Regions from separate parts of the Mus musculus genome. Here region 1 is linked to region 2. Evidence: chromatin contacts called from public capture Hi-C data. All regions are on one chromosome and are shown on one strand. Each heading gives the region's core, a stretch centred on a gene start, on an enhancer-like site or on the middle of the called end of the contact. The rest is flanking DNA. Distances are from core to core; before and after follow the strand shown.

Evidence for each region. Capture Hi-C pulls out chosen DNA fragments and counts their contacts.
Region 1: a capture Hi-C map of embryonic stem cells shows a contact between it and region 2, with 4 times the contacts expected there. The contact joins two enhancer-like sites. A contact is called at or near these places in 1 of 115 datasets of contacts at active chromatin or transcription factors (embryonic stem cells) and 1 of 9 other capture datasets (embryonic stem cells).

What each region holds. Positions count from the first base shown.
Region 1 is chr2:54,936,181-54,943,149 of GRCm38.p6, reverse strand. All of the region lies in intron 9 of Galnt13 (polypeptide N-acetylgalactosaminyltransferase 13), which reads right to left. Among named protein-coding and RNA genes, the nearest start is that of Kcnj3, 500 kb to the left of the region's middle. Within about 2 kb of position 5,684, at least 7 of the 459 cell types and tissues checked have an H3K27ac peak or open chromatin away from gene starts, as enhancers often do. A contact at or near this core is called in embryonic stem cells, where this site is marked.
Region 2 is chr2:54,364,217-54,371,558 of GRCm38.p6, reverse strand. No RefSeq gene overlaps it. Among named protein-coding and RNA genes, the nearest start is that of Galnt13, 68 kb to the left of the region's middle. Within about 2 kb of position 4,263, at least 5 of the 459 cell types and tissues checked have an H3K27ac peak or open chromatin away from gene starts, as enhancers often do. A contact at or near this core is called in embryonic stem cells, where this site is marked.

The DNA.
Region 1 (6,969 bases), core at 4,435-6,934, 570 kb before region 2:
AGGAAGATGAATGTTGTGTGTCATGTTTTTGTATGCTTTGTTTTTTCTTTTTTCTTTTTGTTTCCTTTTGCTTTTGAAAGTGACTACCAAAACTTCAACTTAGTGCATTGAGGGAAATATAGTTAACTGTTTCCATTATTCAATCTAAAAAAGATGAGATATTCCAAATCTTTCAAAGTCAACTTTTTTTTTTGAACTTTCCTAAGATTCTATGTCACTAGGTCATTCTAGATTTGAACTTATATTTTATTTTAAATAGCAAAAATGATTATAACATAAGGATCCTGCCTGGCAAAATGATTTACCACAACAACTAATATTGGAGACTTAGTCTGAGAGTGTTAGAAATAAGAAGTCTGGGGGTACTGCTTAGTTCATATTATTGTTCCACCTATAGGGTTGCAGATCTCCTTAGCTCCTTGGGTACTTTCTCTAGCTCCTCCATTGGGGGCCCTGTGTTCTATCCAATAGATGACTGTGAGCATCCACTTCAGTATTTGCCAGGCACTGTGGCCAGGAAATGAGAGTGGGTGTGCAGGGCAGCATTCGGGGGGAGGGTATAGGGGACTTTCGGAGAAGAAACTAGGAAAGGGGATAGCATTTGAAATGTAAATGAAGAAAATATATAATTAAAAAAAAAAAGAAGTCTGTATTCTAACCTGCCCAGACCCCAGTAGCTTCAGGAAAATGACTGTTGCCTAGTGTCAGAGAGATCCATTCAATTCTACTAAGAGCTAGAATTAAAAGTTTAAAAGTAATTAATTATTATATAACTCCTAAGCTGCTCAATTTTAGTTATGACAGAACTAAATAATAAAATGAGGACACTTGGAAAACACTGACAAGATGAAACTGTTATGATAAAACCTCACTGCATGTGCTCGTCACATTTGATTCATTTTTAATCCTCTTACATTAAATAAAATCATCAGCCATTTCCTGACCCCAAAAAAGACAAAGAAAAAATATGCATCTTATAAAGTAATTGGGATCATTTGCCCAAACTAAAAAATTAATAAATTTCCTTCTTTGACTGGTTCAACAGACTGGGTTCAACATGATAATTAATCATGACCTCTTCTAATCTCTTTGGGGGTAAAACTTACTTATTGGAAATTTCAAACTGCTTTATTCACTAGAATTGCAGAAAATTAAAATTACATTAGAGCAATGTATGTGTTAAGGACAAAAGTCCTTTAAACAAACATGTATTTTGTTTTCTGAACTTTGGAAGTAGTTGTTATGCTGTGAATCAATTCATAATAGAACTTAGTGCTGGTCACTTTAAAAATGCTTGGAGACTATTTAGATTTGATAATGATAAAATTATTCTGTAGTACTAATTAATTATCTGAAGAGGTTGTTATATTGCTTATTTTCAAATACTAGTTTCTATGATTTCCAGTAAGTATGATTTATATCATTTGTTGAATAGTATTACAGATCATGAGTGAATTCTGGATATTTAAATGAATATAATGAGACACAATACAATTACTTTAATATATTTACAAGTATAACTGTTATACATGATACTTTTATGAAAGAAGTTATAAACATAATCTTGTGTTGAACTATCTAATCTTGGTCTTGGGTTATGCCTATTTTCTGAAAGATTACTGACTTCACTGAAAAAGGAGTATGATGTTTATGAAATGAAATATTAAATTAAAGAATATTTTTCAATGTCTAAACTATGTGAGAACTGGGCCATATAATTAAAAAAACACATAATGTCCAAAGAAAAAATGCAGTTTAAAATAGATATATTTTAACACATAAATTATTTTAAAATCCTGTTTTGCCAACAATTGAATATACATAAATATTTAAGGTAAATATTTAGTAACATATATTATTTCATTGCCAAAATATGTAAAGATTTATGAATCCATAAAGTGATAAAATACCCAAAAGCAATTGAATCAAGATTATTAGTTTTAAAATATTTAGGAAAGCTTTCTTCCCAGGAAAAAAATCCAAATGTCAACAATAAAGATAACTGAAGAAATTGTTGACTCATTAGGAACAATGCAAATAAACCCAATGAGATGGTGATAAAGAAAGGCATATAAGCAAAATCCAGGATGGAGAAATATTGAGGGTTGATTTAATGATTCTAGAGTTTAAGAACTAGCTGCAAGAAAGAAAAAAAAATCACTAAATCCAGAAGAGAGGGTGGAAAGATAGGAAGATCCAGGCGATCATGTAGCTTGCTCTGACATTCTGTTCCTAGTCAGAAATCCCTTCCCTGTGCCAATAAGTTCAAGTACACTCCATACTTTCTCCTCTATAAAATTCAGGATTTCAAAAAACTCATTAGGAAAACTAACTAATGCTAAGAAAGCTTCATAAGATGCATACATGTCTTCTATACACAACAGGCTGCATGGATAGACATCTGAATTCAGTATGATTGTGACTGCCCACACAAGACCTGCACAAGCACAAGTCAGACTATATCTCAACATAGAGAGGGGAGTTGCCAATATATGTAGTCATATCTCTAGCCAAAGAGCTATTGGCAATCACTGTCTTATAAAAGAGGGGTAAATGGTTTTCTATAGGAATGTAAGCCCTTGTAAGTTAACCAGGCTTCACTGAAAAGTCAATATTCATGAATATATGGGTAACAGAAATTGGACTTGCAATGTGTAAAAAAAAACAAAAAGGAGGACACAAGTATGAGTGAATAGAAAAGGGAGATTGGCAGGGCAGTGGTGGCACACGCCTTTAATCCCAGCAATTGGGAGGCAGAGACAGGCATATTTCTGAGTTTGAGGCCAGCCTGGTCTACAAGAGTGAGTTCAAGGACAGCCAAGGCTATGTACAGAGAGACTCTGTCTCAAAAACAAAACAAAACAAAATAAACAAACAAAAAAACCAAGCAAACAAACAAACAAAACAAAACAAAAAAGAAAAAGAAAAAGAAAAGGGATTGTTTTAGAAGGAATTTGGGGGTAATGTAAATATGATAAAGCACATTGCAGAAAATATTAAAGAACTAGAAAAATTCATTTAAAAAGCCATAATTCAAATATAGCTAAACAACAAAAGAACTGAAAACTAAAGCTAACCCACTGCCACACATAACTAAAAATTCAAAACTTTTGATGGAACATTCAGCAACATGAAAAGCCACCTCTCATACATGTTTCAAAATTTTGTTTCTTTTGTTTGTGTGTTTGTTTGTTTGTTTGTTTGTTTGTTTTCAAGACAGGGTTTCTCTGTGTAGCCCCAGCTGTCCTGGAACTCACTTTGTAGACCAGGCTGGCCTTGAACTCAGAAATCTGCCTGCCTCTGCCTCCCAAGTACTAGAATTAAAGGTGTGTGCCACCACCACCCGGCCAAATTTTGTTTCTTAAGGTACTACAAAGATTAATAAACATCCGCTATCAAACTAGAACACAATGAAATGATTAATCATTTTCTCATCATCAAGTCAGACACAATCAGTTTTGGATCAGATTTGCTGTTGTGGAAAACTATTTAATGAAAAAAATCAAAATTCACCAAAACTATTCTCCTCTCCCCGAAATATTACAGTCTTTACTGAGAAGTTCATGTTAAGACAATTAACAAAATTATTACTAGACTAATAAAAATTTTCATACTGTACATTTTCCTGAAAATGTTAAACCAGTGGTTATAAAAACACATTTTTACCACTTTTCAAAGAAAATGAGTTGTATAAATACCTATCATTTATTGTTATCAAAAAAAACATACAGATCTTCAAATTCAACAGTGACCTGCTGATAATATTCAAATATGCCTTTGGTAGGGTGACTCTCTCTCTCTCTCTCTCAAGTGCTAACTTTCAAAGAGAACCCCAAGATCTTTTCTAAATATGGATTTTTTTCTTGCCTGTAATAGAAATCATATTACTCCAATATTGCTGAAGAAGATATGCTGTTTCCATAAAAACATTAGAGGTGGATTCCTAGACCCTCCCTATTTAATTTCCCCTTTATTTTTGTTCAAGGAAAGATCATAAACTGTCAGCTGAGAAAAGGAGAACCCAGGGGTAATATTCAGATAGCTGGCCCTAGTCACCATGACTGTTGACATACAGCTGGAAAGCCACCTCCCCAAAGAAAGGAAATCAATGTTAATCGAAAAGCAACTGTTTCAAAGATGTGGTTTTATGATTATACTTGCTTTTCACGTTCCTAAAAGTTATGCTTGTGACCAACAGGAAGGAAAAGAACATGTGCATTTACAAGGAGTGTTCTGTGAAGAGTGATTTTTACTTACATCCCTTCATTTAAAAGGATTTGCTAGGGCCATCAGATTGGCTCTAGTGGAAAAAGCCCAATTACTAGTAAAAACTGCCTCAGGACTTAAGGGCCTATGGGCTTTAAAATCCATGATGTTAGACAGAGTATTGGCATCTTTAAGAAGACAGACAGAAAGCACACTAAACACTTGCTAGAAACTATTCTTAACACTGCTCCAAAGTGTAATTGCTCCTCATTAAACTCCAGGTACAGATAGAAATTAGTTCTCATGCTTTCAAAGTAGCCAAAGTGAGTGGAGGCCAATAGAACAAGGACATAAAATAAACAGTAGAGTAAACAGATAAAAGCAGTTTGCATGTGTAGCTTTTCACAGAATCAGAGCTCTTCAGACATTAAGCAAATCAGGACTCAGAAAACATAGAAATCAACAAACGTAAAAGTAGCTTTGTTTTATATATTTAAGAGACTTGTATTAAGCTGCTTTGTATCTTTAAAATTTTTGAATTAGTTATAGTGAGGAGGGTTGCATTAAGTGAAGTGTCCAGTCCTGCATGGCAGAAGAGGTGTGTATCACACCTCCTCCTCCTGGAGCAGAGCCAGCAGGATATGAGCCTCCAAGAGTGTTGATGGTTGTTAGGCACAAGACTTGATAATTTACTTTATGGTCCTCCCTCTGGAGATATTTTTCCTGCCAAAGTTAATGACATCAAGATTAGAAACAGCATGAGTCCAGTCTGGAAGGCAAGGGTGTGTTTAATGTCTTCAGCAAAAATGGTGAACACTGTCATTTTCAGGACAGCCTATAAGGCTGTGGGAAAAAGCTTTGAAAACATGACTTTAAAAAACTATAATTTCTCAACTACGCAAAATATAAGGATGCAATATGAATTACATGAGGGGCTTCATATACCTAAAAGAACACAGGTAACTGCACTATGAGCCAGCTTATCAGAAAGATACTAAGGAACTAGCATATGTATCAGAAGAGGCCCTAGTCGGCCATCACTGGGAAGGGAGGGCCCTTGGTCTTGCAAACTTTATATGCCTCAGTACAGGGGAATGTCAGGGCCAAGAAGTGGGAGTGGGTGGGGGAGGGTATGGGGGACTTTGGGAATGTAAATGAAGAAATACTTTATTTAAAAAAAGATAAAAAGATTTGGGAAATAATGATTGCAGGCCAAGATCCTACCCAGCTAAATTTATTGTTTGTGCTTACAAAAACAGACAGATTCTTCAGTTCAGGGTCAGCCTGGGGTAGAGCTAGCTTAGGCCCAGGCAGGGCCAGAATGGTGATCTCAGAGTAGATCTTGCTACCTTCTTGTCTGTGCTTACAAAGGCAGGCATATCTCTGAATTCACCACTTTGTTAAACAATTGTCTTTTCTAAGAATCAAGGAGCTAAAGTCACAAAGAGAACCTGGAATGGAGGATTGAATTGATATGTAAATAAAGGCTTTGGTTTGCAAGAGAGAACTATCCAGAGAGAACTGCCTGGAGAGTGATTACAGCTCCTCTAGAATTTTCAGAAAACCTAAAAGCTATCCTAGAGAGCTGTTACACTGGCTTTAGACTTTTTTGTTTGTTTTGTTTTTTTGTTTTTGTTTTTTTGTTTTTTGTTTTTTGTTTTTTTGTTTGTTTGTTTGGTTTTTGTTCTTTCTTTTTTGGAGCAGCTTTTTTTTTCTTTTTTTTTTTTTAAACTTTGGTCAGAAAATGCATGAGCTATCCAAGAGCTTGTAGAATTTTTTCTTGCAAGAGAGTATAGAAAGTCATCCTGAATAGACTGTAGAGCCAAGAGCTATCTCAAGCAGATGACAGAGCTGTCAGATTGTACCCATGATTGACATCCAGTTTACAAACACCCTTTCCTTGGGACCCCTGACCAAGCCGAGGCTTGCCCTTGTCAGTGTAGTTCTATTATATTCTTACATTATGTAAAAATTATAAAGACAGGCCACATACGAAGCAGTTGGACATTCTTTCCAGGCATATGTGGGTATTTAATCTGTTTGTGGATATGAGAGGATGGACAGAGGTAGTGATGTGATTCCTTGGTCTAAGTGGGACATGTATAGAAAGGTAAGTCAACAGAAAACAAAACCAAGGGACTCCCATCAAAATGCATTTCTTATCTGTTAGTTCTTTAAACTATCCAACAAATCTTTTTAAGCTCTACAAAGCTGTAGGGAAATTTGTAATTATTAGGAACATAAATCTGAAAGGACTTTACCCAGAGAGATAAGTAAATAAAGATAACATGACAGTATAAATGCTAAAGGTGGATTGCCCACGGTCTTCCTGTTGACTTCATTTTCATTGCTATGACACAATACCCTGATCAGAAAACAGCCTAGGGTACAAAGGTGTCTTAGTCTTTCAGGTTACAGATCATCATAGCAGGAAGTCACAGTGGTAGGACCTCAAAGCAGATCGTCACGCTTCATTCATGTTCAGGAGTGGAGAGAAATACATTGGCCTGCCTGCCTGTCTGCTTGCTTGCTTGACTTCTCCTCACTTGTACAATTCCAATGACTTGGGGATTGTACTTCTCAGTGGGCTGGGTCTATATCAATTAAAGCATATATATCTGACAGTGGATGATATAATTTTAGGCATGCATGTATTTCCATTTTTGAAATCCATTTATTGCCATAGGACACACAGAGTCAAACATTCATCATTCAAGAAAATAATGATTACTTTTGTGATTCTGACTTTTAAATTGTAGAAAA
Region 2 (7,342 bases), core at 3,014-5,513:
AAAAAACCTAGGATAGCAAAAACTCTTCTTAAGGATAAAAGAACCTCTGGTGGAATCACCATGCCTGACCTAAAGCTGTACTACAGAGCAATCGTGATAAAAACTACATGGTACTGGTATAGCGACAGACAAGTAGACCAATGGAATAGAATTGAAGACCCAGAAATGAACCCACACACCTATGGTCACTTGATCTTTGACAAGGGAGCTAAAACCATCCAGTGGGAAATAGACAGCATTTTCAACAAATGGTGTCGGCACAAATTGTGGTTATCATGTAGAATAATGGGAGTGGACCCTTTCCTATCTCCTTGTACTATGGTCAAATCTAAGTGGGTCAAGGAACTCCACATAAAACCAGAGACAGTGAAACGTATAGAGGAGAAAGTGGGGGAAAAGCCTCAAAGATATGGGCACTGGGGAAAAATTCCCTAATAGAACAGCAATGGCTTGTGCTGTGAGATAGAGAATAGACAAATGGGACCTCATAAAATTGCAAAGCTTCTGTAAGGCAAAATACACTGTCAATAAGACAAAAAGGCCACCAACAGATTGGGAAAGGATCTTTACCTATCCTAAATCAGATAGGGGACTAATTAATACTAATTAATATATATAAAGAGGTCAAGAAGGTGAACTCCAGAAAATCAAATAACCACACTAAAATTGAGGCTCAGAGCTAAGCAAACTCTCACCTGAGGAATACTGAATGGCTGAGAAGCACCTGAAAAAAAAATGTTCAACATCCTTAATCATCAGGGAAATGCAAATCAAAGCAACCCTGAGATTCCACCTCACACCAGTCAGAATGGCTAAGATCAAAAACTAAGTTGATAGCAGATGCTGACGAGGATGTGGAGAGAGAGAAACACTCCTCCATTGTCGGTGGGAGTGGCTTGTACAACCACTCTGGAAATCAGTCTGGCAGTTCCTCAGTAAATTGGACATAGTACTACTGGAGCATCCAGCAATACCTCTCCTGGACATATATCCAGAAGATGTCCCAACTGGTAAGAAGGACACATGCTCCACTATGTTCATAGCAGCCTTATTTATAATAGCCAGAAGCTGGAAAGAACCCAGATGTCCCTCAGCAGAGGAATGGATAGAGAAAATGTGGTACATTTACACAATGGTGTACTACTCAGCTATTAAAAAGAATGAATTTATGAAATTCCTAGGCAAATGGATGGACCTGGAGGGCATCATCCTGAGTGAGGTAACCCAATCACAAAAGAACTCACATGATATGTACTCACTGATAAGTGGATATTAGCCCAGAAACTTAATACCCAAGATACAAGATACAATCTGCAAAACACTTGAAATTTAAGAAGAATGAAGACCAAAATGTGGACACTTTGCCCCTTCTTAGAATTGGGAACAAAACACCCATGGGAGGAGTTACAGAAACAAAATTTGAGACTGCCATACCTGGAGATCCATCCCATAATCAGCCTCCAAACGCTGACACGATTGCATACACTAGCAAGATTTTTCTGAAATGACCCAGATATAGCTGTTCTTGTGAGGCTATGCCGGGTCCTAGCAAACACAGAAGTGGATTGGATGGATCCCAGGGCCCCTAATGGAGGAGGTAGAGAAAATACCCAAGGAGCTAAAGGGATCTGCAAGCCTAAAGGTGGAACAACAATATGAACTGACCAGTACCCCCCAGAGCTGGTGTTTCTAGCTGCATATGTATCAGAAGATTGCCTATTCGGCTATCATTGGAAAGAGAGGCCCATCGGTCTTGCAAACTTTATATGCCTCTGTACAGGGCAATGCCAGGTCCAAGAACTGGGAGGGGGGGGGTAAGGAGTGTATGGGGGGACTTTTGGGATAACATTGGTAATGTAAATGAAGAAAATACCTAATTAAAAAAAAGAACAATAAAAGAAAAAACAAAAAACAAATAAAGATGAAAAAATCGTTCAGATTTGAAGAGTGCTTTGACATCAGCCATGGAAATACAGAGTTTGGAGTCATCCCATCTGGTTTCCTGTCTGTTTTTAGGGATTACTTTTAATTGAATGGATAAATCTCAGAAGACACTTGGAACTTTTGACTTTTAGCACTGTTGAAATTGTTATAGACCACGGGGATTATTGAAGTTGGACTAAATGTATTTTGCATTATGCTATGTTTAGGTGTGCCCCCCCCCCGACTCATGTTGAAATAAGCCTCTGGGTGCCACGGAGTTGATTGTTATGCTTTGTATATGCTCAGTACAGGGAGTGGCACAATTATAAGGTATGGCTCTTATTGGAGTAGGTATGTCACTGTGGGTGTGGGCCTTAAGACCCTTATCCTAGCTGCCTAGAAGCCAATATTCTCCTAGCAGCCTTTAGATGAAAGTGTAGATCTTTTAGCTCCTCCTGTAGTATGACTGCCTGGATGCTGTCATGTACCCATGTTGATGATAATGGACTGAACCTCTGAACCTCTCAGCTAGCCCCAATTAAAAGCTGTCCTTATAAGAGTTGCCTTGGTCATGTTGTCTGTTCAGAGCAGTAAAACCCTAACTAAGACAGATCCTCCCAAAAGGGGTCATGACCAAGAGGTTTCGAAGCACCGGTGTATCTGGTCCTATATGAGAATTGATTATATCTTTAAAACATTCATTAATACTACTCAATTAAGTGCTGATTAGAATCTAGAAAAACAGTTCAACTGCTTTACAGTTAAAAGTAAAATATAAGTATTAGATTAGTAGGAAATCTATAAGTGTTAATTAAGTGTACCATGAAAAGATACCAGATGCTATGATAAATTTTGAGAATGTAGTTTGAAAATTAATGATCATTATAACTATGTATATAAAAGAATTTCTCCATAATACTGCAAGCAACGTTTTCCCTTAATGCTGGCTCTGCAGGAGTCTTCTTTTAACCCTCTTCTGTTTATTAGGAGCAAAGAACTAACTGGTTGTGAAAGAACCTAGTGGGGAAACCCCCACTCAACTCCCGATTCTGCGTGCACCCAAGAATCACGAACAGAGCACAATATCTTGATGTAACAACATGAGGTATTTTAATGGCGGAGTTCCGGGTCAAAATGTATCTCACACAGGAGACAGTGGATTAGACCACGAGGCTTGGAAGCTAGGGGTTTTTATAGAAAAGGAGTGAGGCTGGGGGAGGAATTGGCGAGGTTTCACATGATTGGTCCATTTAAACATCAGCAGCCTGTTTACATTTAACTTAGGTCAGAGGGGTGGGAGATAGGGAGGCGATGGGCCTGCCCGGGCATGTCCTGGTCTGTTCTGCTATGTTCTCAGCCCCAGGTTTCAAAGCTCACAAACAACTCTTTGGGCTATTTGACATACATTACATGAATCACAGGTCTCAAGTTTTATTTCCTTTCAGTTGCAAATGTATTTTTTTTATGCAATCCACTAGGACACATTTATTAGTCTGTATCACTTAAAATCCACAGTTGTCAGATTTCATAATCCACTTTTCTGTAATTGCTTCAATATCTGTAGATACAACATCCATTTCAGGACATGACTCCATATAAAATGCAGGATTAAAACAGTGAATAAAAAGAATAACTCTGAACATGCACATTTACCAATCTCTTCCTTTGTATCTGTAATTGTTCTATGAGTGTGTTAGACCTATTATTATAAAGGAGTAACTTTTGTTGAATCATTTAATTGAAACAGAATAGTTTTTCTGAATGAATGCTAAACTGTTCCCTCACTACACATTCTCCATTCATCTGGTGATGTGATAAAGGCAACACATAGCAAATCCTGAACTGCTATTGTCTGGTGATCTATGCTATAGAACAGAACAAATCATATGCTAATTTAAATCAAACAGAAATAACACATAACAGGGTCTCTACCCTTTCAGTGCATAAACAAATATTCGTAGCTTTGTTGAAACATGCAGTTCTTTGATTCAAGGGAAATTCTTAATTTCTAACAGCTACTGTGTAATCACATTTGGACCCACAAATAGTCAGGTTCTAGAAACTGGTAAGATATAGGTCAGAAGGATGAGGTAGTGGAATATAGGAAGGATTCTTGATCACTTTGGGGCCAGGTAGTGTTCTACTTGTAGATTACTTACTGATGTATAGATAATTGTGCACCAGCCTTTACTACAGGAGCCCCGAGTCTCCAGTCTCTGTAAGGTCAAATGGCAGAGCTATTTTGCTGCCTGTCTTTATGTTGAAATTTTTTTCTTTACTTCACCTCAAAGCTCCTTCTCTGAAGGTGTGACTGGGTCCCACAGCAGTACTTGCCTCTGATCACAGGAGGAGGTTTCTAATTCTTTCATGAGGCACTTCCAGAGACCAAAAGGACAGCAGAGGATGAGCTCTTTGGGGGAATCACTTTTAGCCTCTGATCTTTGCCCAGCTGCCTGCAGATGAAATGGGAAGCAGACTCACAGGACAGTCCTAGAGGGATCCCTAAGATTAAACTGGTGGACCAAGGGCAATTAATTTTTAGGATGGTTGATCTGCGACCCGGATAAATTGAAAACGGCTTTGAGAGTTCATGGAGTGGTAAAAGGGGGGCCTGTGGTCAGATTACAGCTCAGCACTTAAGACCACAGACATCTCTAAGACATCCCTTCTAACCATTTATGGAAACGCAACATACACATATTTAACAGTGATTAACAGCCTGATGGGAATGCTGCTGAACATGTTTGCTCTCTCCAACTGAACATTAGATGCTTTTACGACGAAAAAAAAAAAAAAAGGTTGGGTGGCTTCTAACAATTGCACATCTGAAAAACCCTCCATTAGGCTGTTATGTGCTTCTCCTCTGTCTGCTGACAAAGAAAGCATTAATTGTGGCCTGAGTGCTACTTTTCATGTTAATGCTCATCAAATGCATTATTAACTCATCCTTTGATAATGCAAATCACATAAAATGTAAAGATTAAATCACTCTTTCCCATTCCTCAAAAACACAACTAAAATGAATTTGATGATGGAAACATATCTTTCAACTCATTGAACCAAGGTGTAGAAGATGAATTTTCCTCCCTTAATATTTACATTTGTTTGCTAAAATTATTTTGAAAAAAATATTTTTAAATCCACAGTAGAAGAGATAAATGATTCCAAACATCCAGGGATATTGTCATTAATTTTGTTTCTTAATTATGATGCTAACAAAACTACTTTGAAACAAGTTCACCCTTTCCTTCATGAAACCACACCTCACTACATTAGAAACAAAAGAATTGGCAAACAACCACAGAACAAAAGAAATGCATTTTATAGTAGTATTCTCTGTGCTTATCTGGAAGCAAGAGTTGAATTTCAAACAGTTTATACTGCTGCAACTCTTTTCTGTACTTTGCAATGTTTTAAATTTATGTTCTAACTTTTGTTATGCTTAACTATAATCTTTATTTTCATAAGAGATCGGTTACCATGGTAATTAATAAATTAGAGCTTAAATTGGTTACTCTGTCATGAATTTCATCAACTAACTTGATGCCCAGTGGAATACCAACACTAGAGTTTGCTTAGTTATGGAACCTAGAAAAGATTTCACTAAATAATGCATTATACAGGATCCCAGCTTAGGTAACCCTTTACATTATTTTTTATACATTGCACACTGGGAGAAAATGTTCTCCACTCTCCATTTGATCTGTTCTCTGTTCGTACAGCAATTGGCCCCAAATTCTCCCAGTTTATGGTATCCCAGAAACCTAGAGATGGCAGTGTGTCTAGTGGACAGTAAGACTTCCTGTATACAAAATGATTCCCTTGCACAGAGATACATGCACCACCACATTGTCAGGTATATGGGGAAGCATTGGAAGTGAATGGTTGAACTCTGCTCTGGCATAGGGACATTCCTCAGAGTGCAAGAAAGGGCTGCCTCCCTGGCAGTACATCATGACTTTATCTGCCAGCACCAAAGAGAAAGGCCGAGTAAAGAGCAATCCAGACTGGATATCCTGTTGAGGTTTATGTGCTTCTAATAGATGATGGTGGAACTGAATATGTGCTTGTACTTCTCTGACACTTGATACAGGGAGAACTTAAGGAACTCAACAAATGTAGAGAGCTGTTTTTTAAATTAATTAGGTATTTTCTTTATTTACATTTCCAATGCTATCCCAAAAGTCCCCCATACCCTTCCCCCCACTCCCCTACCCACCTACTCCCACTTCTTGGCCCTGGGATTCCCCTGTACGGAGGCATATAAAGTTTGCAAGACCGATGGGCCTCTTTCCAAAGATACATATTCAGCTAGAAACACAAGCTCCAGGGGTACTGGTTAGTTCATATTGTTGTTCCACCTATAGGGTTGTAGACCCCTTTTGCTCCTTGGGTATTTTCTTTAGCTTCTCCATTGGGGACCCTGTTATCCATTCAATAGTTGACTGTGAGCATCCACTTCTGTGTTTGCTAGGCCCCGGCATAGTCTCACAAGAGACAGCTATATCTGGGTCCTTTCAGCAACATCTTGCTAGTGAATGCAATGGTGTCAGCTTTTGGAGGCTGATTATGGGATGGATCCCCGGGTATGGCAGTCTCTAGATGGTCCACCCTTTCATCTCAGCTCCAAACTTTGTCTCTGTAACTCCTTCCATGGGTGTTTTGTTCCCAATTCTAAAAAGGGGCAAAATGTCCACATTTTGGTCTTCGTTCTTCTTGAGTTTCATGTGTTTTGCAGCTTGTATGTTGTATCTTGGGTATTCTAAGGTCCTGGGCTAATATCCACTTATCAGTGAGTACATATCATTTGAGTTCTTTTGTGATTGAGTTACCTCACTCAGAATGATGCCCTCCAGGTCCATCCATTTGCCTAGGAATTTCATAAATTCATTCTTTTTAGTAGCTGAGTAGTACTCCATTGTGTAAATGTACCACATTTTCGGTATCCATTCTCCTGTTGAGGGGCATCTGGGTTCTTTCCAGCTTCTGGCTATTATAAATAAGGCTGCTATGAACATAGTGGAGCCTGTGTCCTTCTTACCAGTTGGAACATCTTCTGAATATATGCCCAGGAGAGATATTGCTGTCCGGCAGTACTATGTCCAATTTTCTGAGGAACTGCCAGACTGATTTCCAGAGTAGTTGTACAAGCTTGCAATCCCACCAACAATGGAGGAGTGTTCCTCTTTCTCCACATCCTCACCAGCATCTGCTGTCACGCGAGTTTTTCATCTTAGCCATTCTGACTGGTGTGAGGTAGAATCTCAGGGTTGCTTTGATTTGCATTTCCCTGATGAACATTTTTTCAGGTGCTTCTCAGCCATTCAGTATTCCTCAGCTGAGAATTTTTTGTTTAGCTCTGAGCTCCATTTTTTAACGGGGTTATTTGATTTTCTTGAGTTCACCTTCTTGACCTGTT